Linked DNA regions of Astyanax mexicanus: region 2 is linked to region 1. A link is a contact called in public Hi-C data. All regions are on one chromosome and are shown on one strand. The core of a region is the stretch at or near the end of the contact, and the rest is flanking DNA. Distances in the headings are between cores, read along the strand shown. Region 1 holds the start of rngtt (RNA guanylyltransferase and 5'-phosphatase). Region 2 holds the start of snx14 (sorting nexin 14).

Region 1 (6,139 bases), core at 1,979-4,478:
TAGACAAAAAGCTGCAGAAGAAGCGACTGTTTCTTGATGAGTTGATGAAAACATTGATGAGACCTCTAATTGAAAGAAGATGACATCTACCAAGAACCCCTGAGCTGTCATGAGGAGGATTCAGAAGAAAGATGATGGTGCCACATCCTGCCAAATTACTGAACCAACATCTGCAGAGCCTGAGGTAAGTGTCTGCTGCTGTTGCAGTCTAATAATTCATGTATCTGAGAAAGTGGAGTGTTAGTAAATAAAGCAACAAAAAAGTGCTGTGAGGTGTGTGGACCCAAGATGGACAGAAAAACACAATTTACATGCATCCAGTGCAAGAAGTACAATGTTATTTAACAAAGGGAAAAGGGACACATTTTAACCCGTGTTGCTTATATTAGTTGCAACTGGGCTGAGTATTTTAACAAAAAAGTTTGATTACTTTTAAATAATTAGCAAATTTATCCTGCTTTACCGGAACATAAATGGGTCATACACCTGTTGCTGTGCTGATGCACATACCTGTGTCTAAACATGTACGGCAATTCTGCTGCTCCCTAAAAGAACATTTGTTTGTTACATTGTTGATACTGAAATAGTATCAACAATCTGATCAGCTTCTCTGTCCCTGCTGAAGAACCACAGCACCTTCTTCCACATGTTTGGTGTGTCCCCTATGTGGCTTGTGGTAAACTGCAAAAAAAAACTGTTTTTACGTATTTCTTTCAACAACGGTTTTCTTCTTAACACTTTTCCACAAAGGCCAGATTTGTGGAATGCCAGACTGTTGTCCGGTATACATATTCTCCCGTCTGAGTTTTTGAGAATGAGAATTTTTTCAGCCTATTGGCTGCTTCTCTGACTAGTGCTCTCCTTACTAGATCTGTCAGTTTAGGTGAATGGCCATGTCATGATAGGTTTGCATTTGTAGAACACATTTTCTATTTTGGGAATATGGATTGTACAGTGCTCCTTGGGATGTTTAAAGGGTATGATATGTTTAGATATCCTAACCCTGCTTCAAACTTCTCCACAACTTTATCTCTGACCTGTCTGGTGAGTGCATTATGATAAGTATTTTACGATGCTGTTTGTTCACCAGTGTTTTCTATAAAAAAAAAATAAAAAAAAAACACACTAAGGCCTTCACAAAACATGTGTATTTATACTGAGACTAAATTACACACAACTTAAGTGTGAACAAATTAAGTGACTTCTGAAGGCAGTTAATTGCACTGGATTTTATTTAGGGGTTTCAGAGAAAAGTGGACTGAATACTCTTAAACATCACATTTTTCTGATTTTTATTTGATTAAGATTTTGAAAACCATGTTTCATCGTCATTCCATTTCACAATTCACTATCACTTAAAAAACTCAGTGAAATACTTTTAATAAGTTTGTGGTAGTAAGGTGACAAAATGTTTAAAAAATGTTCAACGGGTATGAATACTTTTGCAAGCCACTGTAGATGCCAACAGGTTTCACATGAAATGGCAATGTGGTATGCGTCATACCAGTGAAAGTTGTGAATTGCACAATAGTTCCTCATTGGAAATCTTGACTCACAACTCCAGTATTATGCAATGTGCAGTAAAGTCTTTAGTCTGCGTATCAGCTGGGAACTTTCATTCTTTTCGAGAAAGTTTTTCTCTCAGTAATAGAATTTACACACCTCCAAAGATCAGATTTGGATTTTTTTTTGGTCCCAGACATGTTCCATGTTTTTTTTAAGCTAAATTTCTCTCTCAGTATAAGCTACTTGCTGTTTTCCACATCTTTTATTTTACTAACTGCGTTCAGTCAGAGACCTTGTTAATGGGGAGACTGCTGTATGAATGATATTTTGTCCTAACGCTAATCATGCTACCCTTTCATGGATAAAGTCCCAAGTCTCCCGGAAGTTGCGGGAGTCTACTGCATATCAACAACAGCTCGCAAGTCAGAAAATCTCTGTGAATCTAGAACAAGTGGCCCAAGAGTGAAAACAGACCTTTTTACCAAACTGAGCGTGTTAAAGAGAGGGAGAGTGAAAGAAAGGCGCTCCCCTCGTGCGCATATTTATGAAACACATGCAAAACAGAGAGTGTTCTGATTGGTCTGTTCTTTGCTAAGAGTCTGTGAGCCAGCCAATCAGTTTATAGTGTGTGGGCAGTGTTTTTTCCCCTCCTTTTTTCCCCTTATTTCACCTTTGCCTACTCCAGTATATCCATGTCTGGTAAAAGTATAAAAGAAGTAGAGAAGAAGTCTTGCCCGCTGTACAGTTTGTAATGGTGATTTCAGCATTGACTAAATGATTGCAAAAGGCATGTTGAAGTGAGTTAACGTGATATATAAAACAAATCTCAACCAAACCAATCTCAGGTAGGCCTGTCACAATAATTATATTTAAATAATTATTAGAAAATCACCTCGCATTTTATTTATGAACTTATTAATTTAGTCCCCTGTGTATACACCTGTCTGCCATTTCAAAGACCTCTACAAGCCTAAATTGGAAATGAAGCGCCCCCTGCTGGCCGCTTGCTGTCACTACATAAAGAGCTCTGCTGGAGGCAGGCTGTTTATTATAAAGCCTACAGCCTGTGCTGTACAGTTTATATTGACCCCTTCATAAGTCAAAATACAATGAGAAGCACAAACGTGTCAGCCACTAGGGGCATTAAACAACAACAGCAATAATAATAATAATAATAATAATAATAATAATAATAATAATAATAATAATAATAATAATAATAATTAAACTGGATTTAACCAGGATTTGAGGTTATAGAATATTTATATATGTATAATTTTACAATACTACAATTACTTATTTCAGTTTTAGTACGTTTGTTTCTCTTAAAGGGCATAGCAGCTTTGCACTTTGGATTTTGTATAATTTTCAGTTATTGTGGGACCTAAACTGCTTAAATAGCAAAAATAAAGATAAAAAAACTTTTGACCAGTACACGGTTCCACGTCAAATGACTTCTAACGGCATCAAAGAATGTTTTATGCTTATAAATGAATAAATAAGTTATTTGATTGTAATCGAATAAAATTGCGCGTTTCTGTATAACTACTTGTAATTACTCGTTACTTTAAACAGAGCATAACAGTAACAGAGCTTCAAAACAGAGCTTCAAAACATCCACAAGGAACCGAGTTCGAATCACTGTGTCGACTCCTAAATGTTTGACTCACCAGCTGATTCGATTCAATTTCGAGTCGCTGTTTCAGGCTGTTGCCCATTCACTACTTTGTAGTTTGTGTGACAGCTCTGTGAGCGGGCGCTGCGTGGATATTTGGTCATTTTTGGCTTCAGTCCGAAACCGAGGGGGACGTTTCTGTGAGCGGGGCCTGCGGGCTGAAGGGCTGAGACCGGGCGAGCGAGTCTGATTCAGAGGCCGAGGCAGCGAGCAGCGGGTCAGCCCGGGACCAGAAGCCCGCCTTGGAGGGCTCCACTCTGGGGGAGCCAGCGGCTGATGCTGCGCTAGTTCACTGTTCTGAACACAGTTTACTGGAAAACAACATCCAGAGACCATGTCACACACAGGACCACCCCCTCGATGGAGGAACTGCCCTAGGAGAGGACAACCTGTGGCTGGTGAGCTCCTGGAAAACGGGCAATTCAGCAGAAGGTCCAAGTTGGCGAGCTAGCGTATCATAGCTTAGCTACTTAGCTTAGCTTGAAAATCACTTTAGTTCAGCTGCCTAGCAACATAGCTTAGCAAGGCTAGCTAACCTGGCGCTTTAGCTACCTGCTAGGCTAGTAAACAATTAGCGCTTTCTAATTAATTAACTGAGCTAAAATAGCGGAGCACCTAGTTCGCTAACCTAGCGTTAGCTTAGTTAATCAGCGTGGGTCAGCAGCAGCTAGCATGCTAGGCTAAGCTAGTGTTACTGGTCCCAACTGTAAACAGAAAGCTAACCTTATAGCCTAGGAAGCTGGAGGGTCGCTTGCTAGCTAAGTAGCTTAGCTGCAAACTGCTAACTGCTGCTGGTGTTTCAGCATGTTTTGCCACCAGCTTGTAGCTAGCTGTCCAGCTAACTTTACGCAGTTGCCTAAAGCAAAACACGCAGTTCGGGCAGTACTGAATGGCTGCTGATTTATAAATTAAACTAGCAGAATGGTGTCATGGAAATAATTATATGGGACTGTGAACTGAAGAAGTCGAGTCTGCAGTAGTGGGCAGGATTAGTGCAAGTGAGCAGCGCAGCAGAAGCTTATCCTGTACACAGTTGTCTGAACGTCATTTGAGCCGCCGGAGTCGATGCTGTTCAGAGAGCACATCCAGAACACGACTCAGGGTTTCACTACCACTCTCCCACTCTCACATGTTTACACGACTTTTTGTTGTCCTTTTCACTTGTGGGTATAGCAAAGAAAGGGCCAAACAATGTAACCTAACATACTTCAGGGCTCCAGACTAACTTTTTCACAACCGGCCCAGACCTTTCCCCAACAGGGTTTGTACGGTCTTGAAAAGCCTGGAAAAAAGTCATGGAATTTAAAAATATTTGCAGTCCTGGATACGTTTTGGAAAATAAAAAATACCCAGATATTTGGTCTACAAGTCTGTGTGTGTTTTGTTACTGACAAAATTTTGAGCTATTTTCAGCTAAATACATAAGCACAGAGTTAATTCAGTAATTTAGCCCTACACAGTGGCGCTCTCAAGATCTGACACTCATTTTATCATTAAAAAATGTGTGTCAACATTATTTCAGTTAAGCCTACTGTTATTAATTTTAATTTTATTTTTTGGTTTTGTTGTCCATGTCTGCACTGATGTTTTAAAGTCATATGGTTATGAAAGGTTGACTTGAAGGCATGGACAATTCATGAAAAAAACATGGAAATGTATTGGTAAAAAGTTTTTGCCCCAAGCTTTCTAGCAGCAGTCCCAAACTGAAAATTGTCCTTCCAAAAATGCTTATTTTCTATCTTTTTTTAATCATCACTGTTGTACTTATTATAGCTTAATGTCATCAGTTGTTTGGACTGTCTTGACTGTATGTCCCTCCTCCCCTTGTTGATAGGCGAGACTTTATCTGTAAACAGACCCTATGCTAAGCATTAGGAAAACTCTGTCATATTTCAACCATTAAGCATTCTTTGCCTTCATTTGTGCTTCAGTACTGAAAATAAAGTACCACAATTTATTATGGCTATGTTCTAATTTTATGACAGTGTTGTCTGTTGTTAAAAAGAGCATAAACACAAAACACTAAAGGCAAACAATTTTCATTAGGTGCATCCAGGAGGCTGTAAAAAACAAAAACAAACAAAAAAAAACAACAACTTTTGAGCAAGGTTTTTGTTTTCACAAGGAAGTTTTGTTATTTACAAACTTTTAACTTTCAACACAGGTGCACAAACACCTCGTTTACTATATTCCATCCATTTATACATTTACATCTACATCATACATTTCATAATTTATGAATAAGCACCAAATGCCAGATGCTGCTGCACTGAGATTTAACTACATGCTTGCACTGGATACTTTATGCTCAGTAAGTAAACAAGTTTAAAATAAAGTGCGCACTGTACCCTGATTGGTAATGGTGTGCTTTAATACACACACAAGCCAAAAGGAACAACACATTTTGGATAATACAATATATATATAAATAATACAATATTTGACTTTGAAATGTAGTGGAGTGGGACCTAAAAAGTCAAAAGTGATGATGAATGTGGGATCTCTCAGTATGGGCCAGCTATATTTTGTGTGATGCTTGCTTGCCATATATGTAAGCACTGTGTGCACTCACTGTTCACTCTGTTGAATCCATTTACACACCTGCTCTACCTTGTAGAATTAAAGTAAAAGGTAGGAGCTCCTCTCTAGCTGCATGGTTTGTGTTGGTCACAGGTTGTCTTTTGTCAGTGGTCACAGGACTGAGTTGGCTTTTCTCAGTATAGTGGTGACACTGAGGTGTGTAAAAAGTCCAGCAGCACTACTGTTTCAGATTCACTAGTACCAGCACAAAACACTGTATCTTACCACCACCATATCAGTGTCACTGCAGTGCTGAGGTAGCCCACCAGCCAAATAATGCCTCCTCTGTGATGGTCCTCTGGGGTCCTGACCATTTGAAGAACAGGGTGAAAGGAGCAGAATAAAGCATGCTGAGAAACTAAAGGACTACAGTTTGAA
Region 2 (6,139 bases), core at 1,607-4,106, 310 kb after region 1:
CACACCCGCACTATCAGCACCACCCTCATGACGAATCAACACAAGAACCAATCAGCATCGAGACTCTACTTTAGCACGCATTTTAAACCCTTTAGTTTACTGTGCCGACTGATAAATACCTGTATATATGGAACTGTGCAGGGTACTAATAATTAATATTGATGTGTTTAAGATCCATATTAATAAAAACTAACTAACTAACTAACAAAAAAACAACAACATAAGGCATAATTATCTCCAATAAAATCAGTATGTTTTGATAAAGTTAAAGTGTCCAACAATCCACTATAAAATATAGGTAATAGCACAGAAAAATCCACCCAAAATTAGGCCTGATAATTACATTATCAACTCTGTACAATAAATGGACATGACTTGAAAAGAAAATCGTCTATTGTGTTTCTTTGTATGTTTGTTAACATATACACTGTGTAAGCCTGGATAGGTTGAGTTTACTGGTGGCCTTGACATTTTTAAATAATGTTTAATGAAAATTGGATTTAATTAAACTTGTAATATGCACAGTATATTACTATGCCTAAATTGTAAATAAATTTCATATATTTTTTTATTTGTTGCTTTGCACAATAATTGTATGTGAATAAAACAGATGTGTACTTTTTGTAGTTTTTATTTTGATTTAGTTCAACTAAAATATAGATAGAAGAACTGATGATTTTACAGCTTACAATATTAAGACCAGGCAATTAATCATTATGTATAATCTACAAGACTACAAGATCTACAGTATGCAAATAGAATGTGCTAGAAGCCAATAGAAAAGAATGTTTGTATGTATATGTGTCTGCAAAGTTTATCTAATGTTTGTGTATATACATTTTTATATAAAACAGATTTACTTTATTTGAGTTTATGCATTTTGTGAGTTTACAGTGAACAGTATCCAGTTCAATACAACAGTCCAACAGTATCCAATTAACAGTGCTACAGAACTGTGCCTCCAAACACACAGTGTGTACTGCAGCAGGTGAAGATAAAAGTATATTTCCCAAACTACAAATAATTAAAAAATTGTTGTGTTTAAAACGGTGTGACTGCTTTGTTATACTGTTCGATTTTTACATTGTCATTGGCATTTAAATTGCCTTAAAATTACAATAATATTGTTTATTGTAATAATTTCTGGGATGATATATCGTTCTCAATACACTGTAGTTAATCTTTTAAGTGAGAGTGGCTGTGAAATAAATGGTGAATTGTTGTCCTTTTTTACAGAAAGAATACTGAGGAAACTGTTTAAGTGTATATAAACTATTTTATACACTCCTCTCTGCCTCCTAACATTCAGGATTTATTCTGGAGTTTCTCTCAGAGTGTAGTTCTGAAATTTATTTAGTTCTCTGGAGAAGGTTTATCTCATGCCGCCCTCTAGTGCATTAAAACTGAGCTGCAGACACATAATACCTCAGAAACAGTACGAGCAGTGCGATTACACTTTCGGATGCACTCTACAGATAAATATTCAATAATTAAACAGACACTGATACCCTGCTGTAGGCTCTGGAGTAAACTGGGATGTATGGGTGTGATCAGGTATGAGAAGGATTTTGGACTCTTCAAAATAAGGGTCCTGCACTGCTCTCACTGCACGGGGAGACTAGAGTCAAACCTAAATTATTATTTTAAAACTACGGAGTCCCTAATGTGACATCCTGTTAATAAAAAAATAAATAATGCGTGGCCACGACTTATGAAAGCGTGGGATATGGCATCCTAAGGAGTGGCCACGACTTATTAAGGCATGGGCACGAGATCCTAATGCTTGGGAATGAGATAATTAATGCATGCTAATGAGATAATAAAGTCGTAGTTAGAAAACACTATAGCTTGCTTTTCTGTAAATGAATGCCCACGAAGAAGACTGAATATTACATCAAAGCTCCGATTCAAGGATAATCTTTTGTAAGCAATTATGGAGAGTGAATTGGTTTCTTTTAATTTTCATCTGGGAGGGAATTATGGAGATATGCTGGAGTCTCTTGCAGTGAGACATGTCATAATTATAAAAATAAAAATATTCTACTCAACCAGAATAAAACATATACACTATATATGTTTTAACTAGCTCTTGACCGGCATAGGGTGTGGTTTCTCTGGATGACCAGAAAGGTACTATTCCATTATGATACCAGAAATCTGAGGTAAAGCCTGATACCACAATACAGTACTGAGTATGACTGAAGACTAAAACTAAAAATTTAATGTTTACTGTATTAAATCAGAACTATTTATATTGTACAAAATAAATCTGTAAATCATTGTAAGGAAGTCAGTTTTCGACTAGAGCTAGCTGATTTTTTTTTTAAAATGTGACAAAAAAGTTTGCCACAACCAGAGAGAACCTCTAGAGAGGAGAATTGCCACTTAAGAATCTTATGCTAGTTTGACCCATAGACACTTATACGTATATGATGTCTATGGTTTGACCACCAGAGATCAGTTCAGAGTGGGTTCAAGTGGAAAAGCTTAACAGAATCAGATTTTATAAGGGTTCAATAATGTTTTTCTTAAGTTTTCTTAAGTCAGTAGCAGTAAGACCAGTGTCTTTTCTGCCTAAAACCAGTTTGATGTAGAAAAATGGAAATAAACATTTTTTTTTTTTTTTTTTACCTTTTTAGTACTTCATTGTACTTTTCAAAAATAAAGGAATATCGAGAACAAGTGTTCACTTTAGTTAATTTTTTTATTTGTGTTTTAGCCGTTTAGCTGTATTTACACCCATTCATTCATTACTCTTTCTCGGGCTCCCTCTAGCGGTGATTTACTGATATAACAGAGGGGAGAGACAGGAAGTGGGCAGACTGGTCATTATCCTCTAGTTATATTCGGAGCTCCGGGACTCTTATTTTAAAATGTAGTCTCTCTAATCTGATAGGGAAATAAATAGTGAACTGTTGACATGTCGGAGAGACTGACATTACCAGTGTAAATATGAAGTAGTTTTAGAGAGGCGAGATTCTCCAGCCTTCGCTGAGTTAGGTCTAAATCACGGTTCCGGCCGAGGATCTCTTTAAGGTACTATAAATCTGCCTGATTACGAGTTAGTCTAACCTAGCCTAGTGTAGCTTAGTCTCTATCTGCAGGAAGATGATTAGCTGGACGAGCTGAGTTTAGCAGATTAGCTAAAGTTATCTGCTGTAGTTTCCACCTCGCTGTACTATAAACAACATGAAGCAGTTAGCTCGTTCCTACCTGTGTAGTGTAGAGTTTAGTGAGTTTGTACAGAGAAGGAGTTTTTAGACAGTTAAACTGGTTTGGTGTGGGTTGTTTATCCCAGTACACTGTAGAGCGTTTTAATAGCTGTCAGCTGACTGTTGTCTGACTCTTCACCCTGTAGTTAATGCTCCTGCTGGATCAGCCCTGTTTTAAAACCCTCACCAAATGAGTCTGCTTTACAAAAATATACTTTAAAGCTCATTATTCATATTAACATACTTTACATAGAAATTCTGGGGAATCTAAGGAAATACATAAAATTGAAAGAGATATTATTTGTTCAAGCAAACTTCAAAATTAAAGTCTGTAAACTGAAGAAATGGCTGAAATAACAAAAACGATGCAGAGCTTTCAGACCTCAAATAATGCAAAGAAAACCAGTTCATAATTATAAAGTTTTAATAGTTCAGAAATCAATATTTGGTGGAATAACCCTGTTTTTTAATCTCAGCAGTTTTCATGCATCTTGGCATGTTCTCCTCCACCAGTCTTACACACTGCTTTTGGATAACTTTATGCCTTTACTCCTGGTGCAAAAATTCAAGCAGTTCAGATTGTTTTGATGGCTTGTGATCATCCATCTTCCACTTGATTATATTCCAGAGGTTTTCAATTTGGCAAAATCAAAGAATACTGCTCAATAGTTCTTGGACACTCCCATGTTTTCTCCTTTATTTTTACTATTTAAGTTCTTTAAGACCAGACAATAATAAACAAAAATGGTGTAAAATCCAAGGTACAAAATGCAGTACAATTTGCAGTAAATTTCTATGACCTTTAAGGAAAAAAAAACAAACTAAAAACTATATATTAGAATAGTACTGTCTAAGCCTGTCTAATTTTATTAGTAATTCTTCTATTTTGCTGGGTTTATTAGGTATTATGGAACATAGCTGAAAGAAAATGTACTAAGTTATAATAATAATAGTTCTGAAGTGAGATGTACTTTTCTTACAAAAGTCAAATGATTAATTTTATTGTAATCAAACAAAATCTCTACAAGAAACACACCTGAACATTTCGTACATGTTCTAGAGCACAAATAATATAACCTGTACTCTTCTGTGTTCTGTAACTAACATGCCAGTAAATGTACTGGCAATCACAAAGATGCTATTGTTTTACCTGAACACGTGCACCATGTATTTTTTAAAGCTATGTTTCATATTTAAAAACATTGGTATTGTGTGTCCTGACTGTTTAGTATATGTGTTTAGTACTTGTAGATGTGGAATAATGTCTCTCCACTAGAAGCTGAAGCAGTGATACAGTGATCTGTGTGAGCATCTTTGTTGTTTTCTTCGGCAGATGGCAGATGTTAAAAGATTATTGGCGACCCTCAGAAGAGGGTTTAGGATTGACGTGCTTATGGAAGTTGCCAGGCAGTATCCTTTTATATGCTTTTTGCTGATGTCCATGCTGTCATCAACCATAATCCTCACCAGGTGAGTAGAGTACTGTGATTAGTTAAACTAACTCAAGAAAAGCTGCATTGCATTAGCAAGTGTTGGCAGTTGTTTGGCTGAAGTTAATTTCTCTGTCAGACTAAGAAGATTGCACCTAGTCTGCTATGCTTTTTTGAGTAAAATTGTCTCATCCAACACAAAATGCTTTAGAATTTCTGTTTCCTAATAATCAAAACGATCTTAAATATATCCTCCACATACTGCAATATTTTGTCCTCTTTTTTTTCTTAACTCTGCTTAATTAGCTTTAGTTTTATTTTCTTAGTACTCTATTATCAAATTTGCCTTGAATTTTTACTGTGCCTACCATGTTTGGAATTCATGCTTCAAACAAGGAAATATTGCAGTTATTTGGAATCCTGGTGCTGTAAATGTACAGTCATATACAAAAGTTTAAGCATCCATGTTCCACTGATCCTGTTTTTCTTTTTCACATTTACACAGCCTAAATTACTTTTTTTTTACTTACTTTACCGTTAAAAAAGAAACTAAATGAGAAAGAAATTAAATGGGGACTGTTCAGCGTTTCATGTAGAAGATTTATTTACTTATTGTCATTTATAATTTAAACAAAATGTAGGTTCCTTAATTGTTTGTAGTCCTGTAATATATAGTAGGCTCTCAAGAAAAATAATTGTTAACAAAAAAAAATAATGTTCCAACAATGATTATATTTCAAGATTCAAGATTCAAGATTCAAGATTTTTATTGTCACGTCACAGAGTACAGGTGTACATGTGAGTGAAAAACTTGGGTGCAGATTCCCACCAATGCGCAAAGAATAATATTTACAAGAGAGTAATAAAATAATATAAAATATATAAAAATAGGACATACAGATAACTTACAGTATAAACACTATTTACAATACACTTAATTACAATAAACATGATAACTTACACTATAGACAAATATTATTAGAACAGATATGCACAGATGTAGATATGCGGATAGTGTGGAAGTAGTCAGTATGTGACAGTATAGCTATGAGTAAGTGCAGGTAAGGAATGAGTTGAGTGGGGAGTGCAGGGGGCAGAATGCTGTATAATATGGGAAAGTCTGATAGATGCAGTGTAAAGTAAAGTGCAGGGTGCAGAGTTTGTATGGGTTTCAGTGGGGTGGGTTGGGCAGAACACCGTTCTACTGGCTGTTCCACAGCCTGGTTGCTTGGGGGAAGAAGCTGTCTCGGAACCGGCTGGTTCTGGTCTTCAAGCTTCTGAGCCTCCTTCCACTCGGCAGCTGTGAGAACAGGGAATGGCTTGGATGGAACGGGTCCTTCATGATCTTTTTGGATTTCCTCAGGCAGCGGTTGGTGTATAAATCCAAAAGGTTTGGGAGCTCAACCCCAGTGATGTACTGCGCTGTGCGCACAACCCTCTGCAGGGATTTCCGCTCCAGAGCAGTACAGTTCCCATACCAGGTGGTGATGCTGCCCG

What was found. A called contact is a pair of places that touch in the nucleus more often than the background predicts.
Region 2: a Hi-C map of muscle shows a contact between it and region 1, with 6 times the contacts expected there. The contact joins the promoter of snx14 here to the promoter of rngtt in region 1. A contact is called at or near these places in 2 of 3 Hi-C or Micro-C datasets (both in muscle).

The regions. Positions count from the first base shown.
Region 1 is chr1:49,822,921-49,829,059 of AstMex3_surface, forward strand. It overlaps rngtt (RNA guanylyltransferase and 5'-phosphatase), which reads left to right and starts at 3,229. Exons shown (of 16, transcript XM_022662454.2): 1 at 3,229-3,579. The coding sequence starts at 3,516.
Region 2 is chr1:50,132,504-50,138,642 of AstMex3_surface, forward strand. It overlaps snx14 (sorting nexin 14), which reads left to right and starts at 2,857. Exons shown (of 30, transcript XM_049479513.1): 1 at 2,857-3,036; 2 at 4,546-4,682. The coding sequence starts at 4,546. LOC107197775 (a long non-coding RNA gene) reads right to left here and starts at 16. Exons shown (of 3, transcript XR_001518770.3): 1 at 1-16.